3 separate regions of the Mus musculus genome follow, and all the other regions are linked to region 3. Evidence: chromatin contacts called from public HiChIP or PLAC-seq and promoter capture Hi-C data. All regions are on one chromosome and are shown on one strand. The core of a region is the stretch at or near the end of the contact, and the rest is flanking DNA. Distances in the headings are between cores, read along the strand shown. Region 1 holds the start of Slc2a8 (solute carrier family 2, (facilitated glucose transporter), member 8). Region 2 holds the start of St6galnac6 (ST6 (alpha-N-acetyl-neuraminyl-2,3-beta-galactosyl-1,3)-N-acetylgalactosaminide alpha-2,6-sialyltransferase 6). Region 3 holds the start of Stxbp1 (syntaxin binding protein 1).

Region 1 (3,611 bases), core at 255-2,754, 130 kb after region 3:
ATGTATTTAACCCTCAAGTGTTGGGATTACAGGCATGTGCCACCAGGCCCAGCCCAGCACACATTTAATATGCACAGATGTGAGTTAGAACGAAAGACTTCTCCCTTGCTGTCTGATGTGTCCTTGTTCAGCCCAGTCCTAACAGGGGTGCCATCACTTCTAATCTCAGGAGTCACTAGACATTATCCATACATACTTCTAGATTATCCTATACTTTATGCTCTAGTAAAAACAAACAAACACAAAACAAAAACAACCCACAGGTCCCCAGTCTCCCTTTCCTCTAGCTCCTTCACGCCTCCAACAGATGAAGAGGATAAGCAGGAGGCCATGGAAGTGAAGGAGGGATGGGTGGTCATCCAAGTGTGTAGCCACAGGTTGCTGGTGACCCTCAGTTGCTAGGGTCTAAATCTTTTCAGACACTATCCCGGGCCAGCAGTTTCCTGTGCAAAGGCCGAAACCACCTCGGGACTAGGCCTTACTTTACAGGGGGGCACTGAGGCTGGGAGAGAAGCCTGTGTCCAGGTAAGTGGTCCAGGTGTGTGGGCTGCAAGGTATATGTAGCCTTCACTGCAAGCAGTGAAGGGAGCCTGCAGCCTATCCTAGGGACAAACCAGAGTAGAACTGCCCAGTTAACAAGAAAATAGGGGCATTCCCGTTATCGCTGCCTAGCATACAGTGACACCACCATAGTAGAGTAAAAGATCAGTAAGGAACTGCCTCGCTGCTGACCGGCTGCCCCCTGCCTGGCAAAGGTCATCTAGGAGGCTCAAACCACTCACCGGTGCCACTAGTGAGGCGACTCCGCAGGCAAGGCCGGTGAGGAGGCGGCCTCCGAGCAGCATCCACACATCCCGGGCCGCGGTGATGACAGCAAAGCCAGTCACGAAGGGCACGGTGCAGAGCAAGAGGCTCAGCTTGCGCCCTGCACGGTCCAGGAGCCAGCCGCCCAGTATGCCCCCTGCAGCAGCGCCCAGGGTCACGACGGCCTGGGGACCCGGGACGGGCTGAAGAGGAGGCCACCAGGGGCCATGGCCCACGATCCTTCCACCCCACGCCCCCTAGTCTCAGAGGAAAGAGAATGAGGAGGATCCTGGGGTGCGGCAGAGAGTGGGGGACCCAGGACTCCCCAGAGGGCTCACCCCGAACCAGGAGGCCGCATTGTCTCCGAGGCGCAGGGCCGGGGGTGCGGTGCGCCGCAGGCTGGGGATGGCGGGGGAGCTGTAGCCGAGCGCGAAGCCGAAGCTGAGGGGTCCCAGAGCGGCGGCGAAGGAAGCGAGGAAGACCCGGCGGCCGCGGGGAGTCCTACGGGTACAAGGCGGGGCGTGAGCGGTGTCGCCGGGCGTGAGAGAGTGACCGCGGCCCCTGGGAGTCCTCACCTGGCTTCCGGTGGCCGCAATAGCGGCTGCGTCTCCTGGGGGTCCTCGGGAGACATGTCAGCAGGACCTGACCCGCGAACTGTCGCCGCTCGGGCGAGCGCGGCCTCCGCTGCAGGAGTGACCAATGGGATGCTAGAACCCGGCCCCCAACCAGAGCTGGCCAATGGAAGTACAGAGCCGGTTGCAAAGCTCAATGGAGCTGAACTACGCCAGCGACCCAAGTAAAGGTTTGCAGGGAGCTGTGTCCGGGACCCAGGCACGACTGTCCAATTGGAGTGTGGTGTGAGTCTGAAGGCGTGGCCCATCAGGTCTGAGCTTGCCAATGAGAATGGAAAGATTGTTTGGGTGTTTTGTTTTTGTTTTTCCCTCTAATCATCTATTGGGGGCTGGAGGGAGTGGGGGGGGGGGGGATGGACAGAGGTGACAGTGTGCCTGTGCACGTTCGAAGTAAACTTCCCTGAGTTTGTTTTCCTTCCACCAAGTGGATCCTCCGGATCGAACGGAGGTCGTCAAGCTTGAGGGCAAACACCTTACAAGCAGAGTCATCTCGCTGCCCCTATTTTGGTGGTTTCTTTTGCTTTTATTTAAACTTTATTTGTATGAGTGTTGTTTACATGTTCACGTGTGTGTGTGTGTGTGTGTGTGTGTGTCCCATGCATTCCTGGTGCTTGTAGAATTCAGAAAGCATCATCAGATCCTACGGAACTGGAGTTAGAGATTGTTGTGAGCCATGTGTGTGCATGCTTGAGCCCTCTGCTGGAACAAGTGTTCGTAAGCATTGAGCCATCCTTTATATTTTTACTTTTATTTTATTTTAATTTTTATATGGAATTGTCTCTAAATCTAGCCTCCACTAATGAGGGTAGTAGTGGGTCAGCGATGGATCACACTGGCTCCCGAAAGACTTCCCACCCTTACTACCCACAGTTCCCTGGAATAGGCTCCTCCCCAACTTTGACTTCTGCTTCAGAGAGCGTCAGGGTGAAAAGGCTCCAAGAAAACTCTCTTGGGCCACCTGTTCCTATCCTTGGACTTTCTGACATTGACCTGGTGCTTCTGGTAGCAGCTCACCTTCATCATGAGTGCTACAAATGTCTAGAATTCTGAGATGATGAGGACCCTGTCAGGCAAGGTCCCCCATTCCAGAAGTGGGACAGAGTGGAACTTAGTGATTCCCTTGTTCCCTGGTTACCCCACGATCATGGTAATTATCTCTATTGTCCTCCCGCCCCGAGTCTCCCTGTGATTGTGTGCCTCTACTGCTCTGCTTAATCGCTACCTTTGTGGCAGCTTCATCCGTACAGATGTAGAAAGAACCAGTGAGAGGCACCTAGTCCCTCTCTGTGCCTGGGTGTCTTCATCTCTAGAGGGCTGTGAGCAGGCTAAGCCTTAAAATGCCCATCCCGTCTGTACAGTGGTTTTACGTTACTGCAGCCACCCAATTGTAGCAACCAGCAGTTTGAAGTTTTGATCACAAGACTATTCTTTTTTTTTTTTTTAAAGATTTATTTATTTATTATATGTAAGTACACTGCAGCTGTCTTCAGACACTCCAGAAGAGGGAGTCAGATCTCCTTACGGATGGTTGTGAGCCACCATGTGGTTGCTGGGATTTAAATTCCGGACCTTTGGAAAAGCAGTCGGGTGCTCATACCCACTGAGCCATCTCACCAGCCCACAAGACTATTCTTAAAGGCGGGCGGGCAATACCGGCTTGTCCTTCTACGAAGTTTCCTGCTTGGGTGATAGATCTTATCACTGCTTTGAAATCACCTGCTCTTCTCTCTTTTTTTCCCAATAGGCATCAGGTTTCTGATGTCTGCAGAGTAAAGGTCATGGATGAATTGTATCCAGACTGGGTACTTTGTACCCGAGTGACTGGCTCAGCAGAGTGGCTTATGTAGAAGGGATGCTACAGTAAGCCCAGCTAGCACCAGACTTCTGAGTCATGGGCACCTAGGAACCATTGGCTAGTGGTATCCCTGCCCAATCTGGACCAGATATTGTCTCTAGGAAAGCCCCCCCCCCCCCCGTCCCTTTCTATGAGCAAAGCAATACTAGCTTGGTGAGTCAGATCTCTCTCTTGCTTCCTCTGTATCTCTCATACCTTTGTCTCTTATTTAGTCATAAGCGGCTTCATTACTGTCCTGGAAGAATAAATACAGGCTTGATTTTTTTTCCTGTTTCATCAAGATATAACAACAAAAAACGACAGGAAAAATACAGACACAA
Region 2 (3,372 bases), core at 685-3,184, 240 kb before region 3:
TGTAAATATTCCTTAAAAAAACAAAAACAAGCCGGGCATGGTGGCACACACCTTTAATCCCAGCACTTGGGAGGCAGAGGCCGGTGAATTTCTGAGTTCAAGGCTAGCCTGGTCTGCAGAGTGAGTTCCAGAACAGCCAGGGCTACACAGAGAAACCCTGTCTCGAAAAACAAACAAACAAAAAACAAAAACAAAAACCCTTGCCAGGTGGTGATGACAAATGCCTTTAATCCCAGCACAGCAGAGGTGGATCTGAGTTTAAGGCCAGCCAGGTCTACAAATCGAGTCCCAAGACAGCTAAGGCTACCCAGAAGAACCTTTGTCTTGAAAACCAAATCAATCACTTGGGAGGCAGAGGCAGGCGGATTTCTGAGTTCAAGGCCAGCTTGGTCTACAGAGAGAGATCCAGGACAGCCAGGGCTACACAGAGAAACCCTATCTCGAAGAAAAAAAAGAAAGAAAGAAAGAAAGAAAGAAAGAAAGAAAGAAAGAAAGAAAGAAAACCAAATCAAACCAAACAAACAAACTTTCCATTCTCCTGTTAGTAGATATCTGGACTATTTCTACTCTTGTGTTTCAAACTGTCCAGCTGTGACCTTCACTGTGTACATCTGCAGGACCTAATAGGTACCTAGGGTGGGGAATGGAAAGTTTTACTATGATGTTTTCCTAAGTAATTACAAAACAGAACTCTTTAAACATGCTTTCTCTTCCTAAATCTCCCCATCACCCTCTCAGGCATGCACGTTAACCCTCGTTCCCAGCCTCTTAGAACACTATGGGTAGGCAGTCTTTGTTTATGTAACCAGCTTTCTAACAGGCTACATATGCACATCCCTGTGTCCATACATGCACATCCCTGGATGTCTGGAGGCCAAAGGTCAGCCTCCAATGTTCTTTCCTTGACCTGGGAGGCCCAGAAAGGGTAAGCTAGCTGGAGGGGTCTCCTGTTCTTCCCACCCCCAGAATGGGGATTACAAACACGTGACGTCGCTGGGCGGGGGTAGCACACGGCTTTAATCCCACCACTTGGGGAGGCAGAGGGATCTCTGTGAGTTCAATGCCAGCTTGGTCTAGAGAGCAAGTTTCAGGACAGCCAGGGCTACACCAAGAAACCCTGTTTCGAAAGACAGAAGCAGAACACGGCATCGAGTCTGACATATTGACTATCTCCCTAGCCCTCAGGTTGCATTTTTCTTTAATTTTTCATTTTATTTTATGTGTATGGATGTTTTGCTTCCACATGTCTGTGTACCACATATATGTGCAGTACCCATGGATGCCAGAAGAGGGCGACAGATCCTCCTAGGACTGTGCTGGGAGTGGACCCCAGGTCCTCTAGAAGAGTTGCCAGTATTTGTAACTGCTGAGCCATCCAGTTGGTTGGGTCCAGATTGCTTCCTTTTAGTCACATAAAATAGTGCAACGAATATTTGAGGGTAGGATGAAGAGAGTTGAGCCAAGATCTCTCCATGTACCCCTGGCCGGCCCGGTACTCACTATGTCTATCAGGCTGGCCTTGAACTTGCAACAGTCTTCCGCCCTCTTCTATCTCCTAAGTAGGGTGCAGGCCTCTAAGCTACCAGGCCCATCAAAAGCTACGTTTTCAAACGTTGCTCTCTCCATTTTCCGGAGATAAGGAGATGAAGTACCAAGCTGCCTAGGGGATGGTTACTGGGTCTCTACGAGGGGGAGTCCAGGTAATTAATAACCAGAGTTCGAACCCAGTGATCTCCGCGTTTCGGATTCCCCATCCGAGGTCCTGGTGTCCATTTGGAGAGAGAGAAATGGATGAGATTTGGGATGGGGCGCGGGGCACGAGGGTGCTGTGGGAGAGCGTCTCTCCTCTCTGGCACCTCCCTGGGGCGGGGCCATCCGCAGCCTGAGGCTCCGCCCTCTCGCTCGGCCCTAACGGGACTGCGAGCGCCGGCGCTAGGACCCGGCGGGCTGGAGCTGCGGCGGGGCCTGGGCGGCCAGAGCGGCGCGGACCCCGGTTCTCGGCTCCCGGCGCCATGTGACGGGGTGCGGGGGCCGCGGGGGGCCGGGCGCTCCCCGGCGGAGGTGAGCCGGTGCTGCGCGGGGGCGGGCAGCAGAGCGGGAGGGGGCTTGTGCTTGCGCCTCGGCAGTGGGGAGCCGCTGATAAGGGGGGAGCCCCAGGGCTCCCCGAGACCCACTCTGCTTGCTAACTGCACCCCGAGATCTAGCGGGATTCTTTGGGCCTCTCGTGTTGGAGATGGGGCGACCCTGCCGCGGCCCCGCACCCCTCCCCTGCAGAGCCGGGGTCAGGATAGGATGCTTGACCCTAGGGTGCAGCGGCAGAAGATGGGGAGCGGGGCTGAGCCTCTCACGAGGCACTCGGGGGTACCCTGCTCCCGTCACCTGGAGAAGCCCCAGAGCGAGCTCAGGGTGCGGCCCTCACCCTCAGCCCAGAGCTCAGCCTCCGCAGGTCCAGCCTTGGAGCTGAGTCTAGGCTTCTGGGCTGCCACCTCCCCAGCGGAGTCAGCAGCTCCCCACCAGGCCTGGCCACTCCGAGCCGAACTAGATGTCTGGCGCACGCACAGGCTACAAGGGGACCCTCCCGGGAGACCCTTTCAGGCTCCGCCCTGTAAACAAACACTACAAGATTCCCCCCTCCCCCGCTTGCTCCTGCTCCCTGCGAGGCGCGTTGCCTCTCTGATCCCTCAGTCTCCTCATCTGTGAAATGGGGAGCAAGAGCACCTACCAGGCGTTGCCTTGAAAAGTGTGTAGGCAGGCGATGCTTTGCGTAGCTCCGGAGCATGTTTCGTAATATAAGGGAAGTCCCCGGCTTGGGGTCAAGAGGGGGAGGATTGTTTCTGGGACAGGCTTGTGCAGGGGCGGGCATTGAACGGAGTAACCCGAAGGCTTAGGATTTCTGATATAGTACTTTCAAGCCTTCGGCTCTCCTTTTCACAAATGCATGCATCTTTCCAGTCGCCCCAGGAGTTACCAGTTCTTATTCCCATTTCACAGATGAGGAAACTGAGGCTCAGAGAGGTCACATGGCTTGCTCGAGGCCCCCCAGCCAGTAAGTGTGGACCCGACATTCGCACTGGCACCTGATACGCTGTTCTGACCATGGCGTTCTCAGAGCAGGACCGTGACGGGCCTGACCGGGGGAACCGTAGTCCTGGCTGAGGGCACTGCTCAGGCAAAGGTGGGAAAGTGGGGCGTGGGCCTGGGACCTGGAGTGCTCCAAGTGTCTGGAGCACGGGGCATGCGCAAGACAGGGTAGTAAGACGGTGGTCTGTCTGGGAGCTGTGGCCAGACCCAGGGGAGCTTTGAATGCTGGAGGTGTCAGGGTTAATGGGGGCGACTCTAGGATTCTGGCCTCCTGTCTTCTGACCTAACGGT
Region 3 (3,384 bases), core at 670-3,169:
GGGGGAGATTCTTTAATAAGTATTTTATCATTCAAATGTAGTATTCAAAATATAATACCTGGAATACAACATTCGATCCCATACCTCTAGCCCTTGAAAAGGGGGGTATAAAGAAAACTTTATGTATGTAGAATGCAAGGATGTTATTTTTACTTAAACTACAAGGAAACGGACACTAGATTAAAAAAAATTAATTAACAGTGATTTCAGCAAGTCATTTAACTGCTCCAAGCCTCAATTGTTTTCCCATAGGTGAAAATGAAGATGTTGACGACAGAAAATCCCTAGGGATACTTGCAGCCTTAACCACCAATTCTCCTCAGAAAACAATTCAAGTAGCCTTTACAGCACGGGTGCTAGCATAAGCATTTAAAAAGGTCGACTTTTGGTTTTGTTTTTATAATAATTTCTCCTGATGTACTATATCAGGGAAGAGTATCCCCCCCCCCTACTCATACCAGTCAAAAGATAAGGGTTAGGCAGTTAGTACGCTCAACAGTTATGCTGCATTTGATGGGGGGTGGGGGGCGGGGAGGAAGCTGCCATAGAACAGGATCACTGAAAAGGGAAACTGTAAATTTCCACCTCTCCTACAGGGAAAAGGCACTTTCATTTTCTCTCTCACTCTAAAAAGATAGCCAAAGTCACAGCAGTGTTCACGCGGTTTCATTGTAAAGACGTGCCAAAATACTTAAGAGGCACTATTTTTCTACCTAGGTCACCCATCTTTGAGAATACCGACAGCCCGCCCTCACTTCGACGCTCCCCATCCATTATTAAAAAAAAATAAATAAATAAATTTAAACATGTCTGCTGTGCCTTTCATGCAAACCTATAAACAGTCACATCTTCCCCGCAGCGACGCCCAGGTCTGAGTCCCACAAGCAGCGAGACTGCAGACTGCGGCGCTGGCTGGGGCCACTCCTCCCGCGACACTCCGAAACTGCTCCCCTTTCCCTTGGGATTTCTAAGGGTTCGGACCAGCTAAGACCCCTCCCTTTAAGTCCAGCCCGGGGAAGGGGAGGCGGAGAGAGCCTTGCGGAAGCAGTGCCACAGGAAAACCCCGTGTCCCCTGCCCAGCTGGCAGGAGTGGCCCTGGCGGCGCGCGCCCAGCCGCTCCCAGGTGGGTCTCTGCAGCCGGGGACAGCGCCCTGCTCCCGGGAGAGGGAGGCAGGGAGGGAGGAGGACGCAGGCCAGGCTTCGTTCGTCACGATTCACGAGGGAGGGTGGGAAAGAGGGAGGGATTGGAGACAGAAAGAAAGGGGGGGGGGAGCGGAATTGAGAGCTCTGGATATGCAGAAGGCAAGGAAAGGAGACGGTAGGAAAGGAATACGTCTGGAGAAGAGTTGGGGTGCAGAAGGGTGATGCTGCAGAGGAGGGTGGTGGGCTGGAGGGGATAAAGGCGCGGGTGGGGGAGGTGAACAGGGAGAGAGAGAGAGAGGAGAGGGATGGGATGAAGGGAGAGATGGCGTGATGGAAGTGAATGGATGAAGGTAAAAAGGAAAACGAGATGTTTATGAAGGCGAGGTATGAGGAGGAGGGATGGGATGAAGAGAGGTGGAGGAATAGAGACTGAGGAGGCGTCTGGGGTGAGGAGGACCGAGGTGAAGAGGGGATCTGGGTGAAGCGTGAGTCAGGGAAGCCTGCTGGCCGCAGGAAGCCAGAGGGGCATCCCTCCCGGGAGGGCGGCGCCTGAATAACGGGTTTCGCCGGCCCCGGGGCAGCACCCGGACGCCACTTACTCTCTCCGACCACCGCCTTGAGGCCAATGGGGGCCATGGCGTTCTTCGAGTCTTCGGGCTCCGATGCTCCTCCCGCGACACCGTCGCCTCCCCCGGGCCGCGCGCCCCGCTGTCTGCAGCCCGCCGCCCCGCAGTCGCGCTCGGGACCGACTGACGCGCGGACTCCGCGCGGGGGCGCGACTCGGGCCAAAGCGAGGCTGTGTAGCGGCCAGCGCGCGCGGGAGGGGCGGGGCTGCGGGGCGGGGCCTCGCGCCAGCCGTCATCGTCACCCGCGCGCTGCCGCCAATAGAAGCGCGGCCCGGGCGCGAGACCCCGCCCTCCGGGATGCAGGCTCCGGGAGCGCCCTCCCCTGCGCCTCACGCTCGCGCCAGGGCCTCAGGGTCCTAAAATCCCCTCGCCAGCCCTGCACGGGCTGCCCAGGTCATGGGAATCTCCCTAAAGCCAGGCTGTGATGCTCTTCCTGCTTTTTTGGGAGCCTTCCATTTTCTCCTGCCAAAAAACCGAACTCTGAGAGCAGATTCTTATTAACTGTAGTCCCATTCCCAGCCACAACATAGGCTTACAGTACACTGACACTATCCCTGTGTCTCTGTGGTCTGTTTACCATTGATGGAGAGCTAAGCTCTGTGTTACACACCTTTCAGGTATCATTTTACTAAATTCGCGCAATAACCGAACATCATTTCTAATCTTCATTTTCAGGTACAAAAACACACCCGAGGCGCTTGCTGTTGTACCATTTATCTATCAGTCACTAATGAATATTATTCTCCCATAACTATGTATAAGCTATGTATATGAATTACTATGGATATTCTGTATACTGGAGCTGCACTCGTGCACAAGACATGGAACAAATCCAGTAGTTTCCAAAGTCCAAATCTAATTAGGAAATACTACAGAATCAACTCTGGACTCAGCATCTCCTTCCTCCTGTCTACATGGTCACATACTGGTTTTCGAGGTTCCATCTTTGCTAATGAAGAAGGTTGCTTTGGAAATACAGAACAAGAGTAGGAGACGTACCTCAGAGGTGGAGCACTTGCTTGTTATATGCAAGGTCTCCACTTTGATCCCTGATGGTGGAAAATAAAATAAAGTGCAAAGAAAAAATGAACAAGTCCAACTAACTTAAAAATCACAAAGGATGGGGCTGGAGAGATGGCTCAGTGGTTAAGAGCACTGGCTGTTCTTCCAGAGGTCCTCAGTTAAAGTCTTAGCATTCACATGACAGCTCACAATTGTCTGTGACTGTATCTAGTAGGACCAAATGCCCTCTTCTGATGTGCATACATGCCAACAGAATACCCACATACATAAAATACATGCATGAATAAATCTTTTTTAAAAACATTTTTAAAAGGAAAAATCACAAAGGAGCCAGGTGTGGTAACACATACCTTTAGTCCTAGCACTCAGGAGACAGAAAGCTAGGGGGTCCCTGAGTTTGAGACCAGTCTGGTCTACAGAGCAAGTTTCAGAAAAGCCTGGTCTATAGAACAAGTTGAGGGACAGCCAGGGCTACACAGAAAATCGCTATCTTTACAAACAAACAAGAAAGAACCACAAAGGAGGGCATAGCAGCACAGACCTTTAATCCCAGCACTTGGGAGGTAGAGGCAGGACAAACTCTGTGAGTTCT

The links. HiChIP or PLAC-seq counts read pairs in DNA pulled down with a chosen protein or histone mark. Capture Hi-C pulls out chosen DNA fragments and counts their contacts.
Region 1: a contact with region 3 is called in an H3K27ac HiChIP or PLAC-seq map of microglia, with 4 times the contacts expected there. The contact joins the promoter of Slc2a8 here to the promoter of Stxbp1 in region 3. A contact is called at or near these places in 1 of 115 datasets of contacts at active chromatin or transcription factors (microglia) and 1 of 9 other capture datasets (adipose tissue).
Region 2: a contact with region 3 is called in a promoter capture Hi-C map of adipose tissue. The contact joins the promoter of St6galnac6 here to the promoter of Stxbp1 in region 3. A contact is called at or near these places in 9 of 39 promoter capture datasets (the 3T3-L1 cell line, the C10 cell line, HPC-7-derived erythroid cells and 4 more), 2 of 15 datasets of contacts at CTCF or cohesin (the NIH/3T3 cell line and embryonic stem cells), 5 of 484 Hi-C or Micro-C datasets (the BV-2 cell line, the G1E-ER4 cell line, embryonic stem cells and 1 more), 9 of 115 datasets of contacts at active chromatin or transcription factors (bone marrow-derived macrophages, effector CD8 T cells, embryonic basal ganglia and 4 more) and 3 of 9 other capture datasets (adipose tissue, liver and pancreatic islet).

The regions. Positions count from the first base shown.
Region 1 is chr2:32,980,579-32,984,189 of GRCm38.p6, forward strand. It overlaps Slc2a8 (solute carrier family 2, (facilitated glucose transporter), member 8), which reads right to left and starts at 1,505. Exons shown (of 10, transcript NM_019488.5): 1 at 1,380-1,505; 2 at 1,143-1,305; 3 at 783-989. The coding sequence starts at 1,435.
Region 2 is chr2:32,605,051-32,608,422 of GRCm38.p6, forward strand. It overlaps St6galnac6 (ST6 (alpha-N-acetyl-neuraminyl-2,3-beta-galactosyl-1,3)-N-acetylgalactosaminide alpha-2,6-sialyltransferase 6), which reads left to right and starts at 1,935. Exons shown (of 7, transcript NM_016973.3): 1 at 1,935-2,061; 2 at 2,992-3,046. The coding sequence starts at 3,021. It overlaps Gm52551 (a long non-coding RNA gene), which reads right to left and starts at 2,851. Exons shown (of 2, transcript XR_003954025.1): 1 at 2,723-2,851.
Region 3 is chr2:32,845,313-32,848,696 of GRCm38.p6, forward strand. Stxbp1 (syntaxin binding protein 1) reads right to left here and starts at 1,920. Exons shown (of 19, transcript NM_009295.2): 1 at 1,743-1,920. The coding sequence starts at 1,779. Gm13524 (predicted gene 13524) reads left to right here and starts at 624. Exons shown (of 2, transcript NR_166175.1): 1 at 624-1,123; 2 at 2,445-3,384.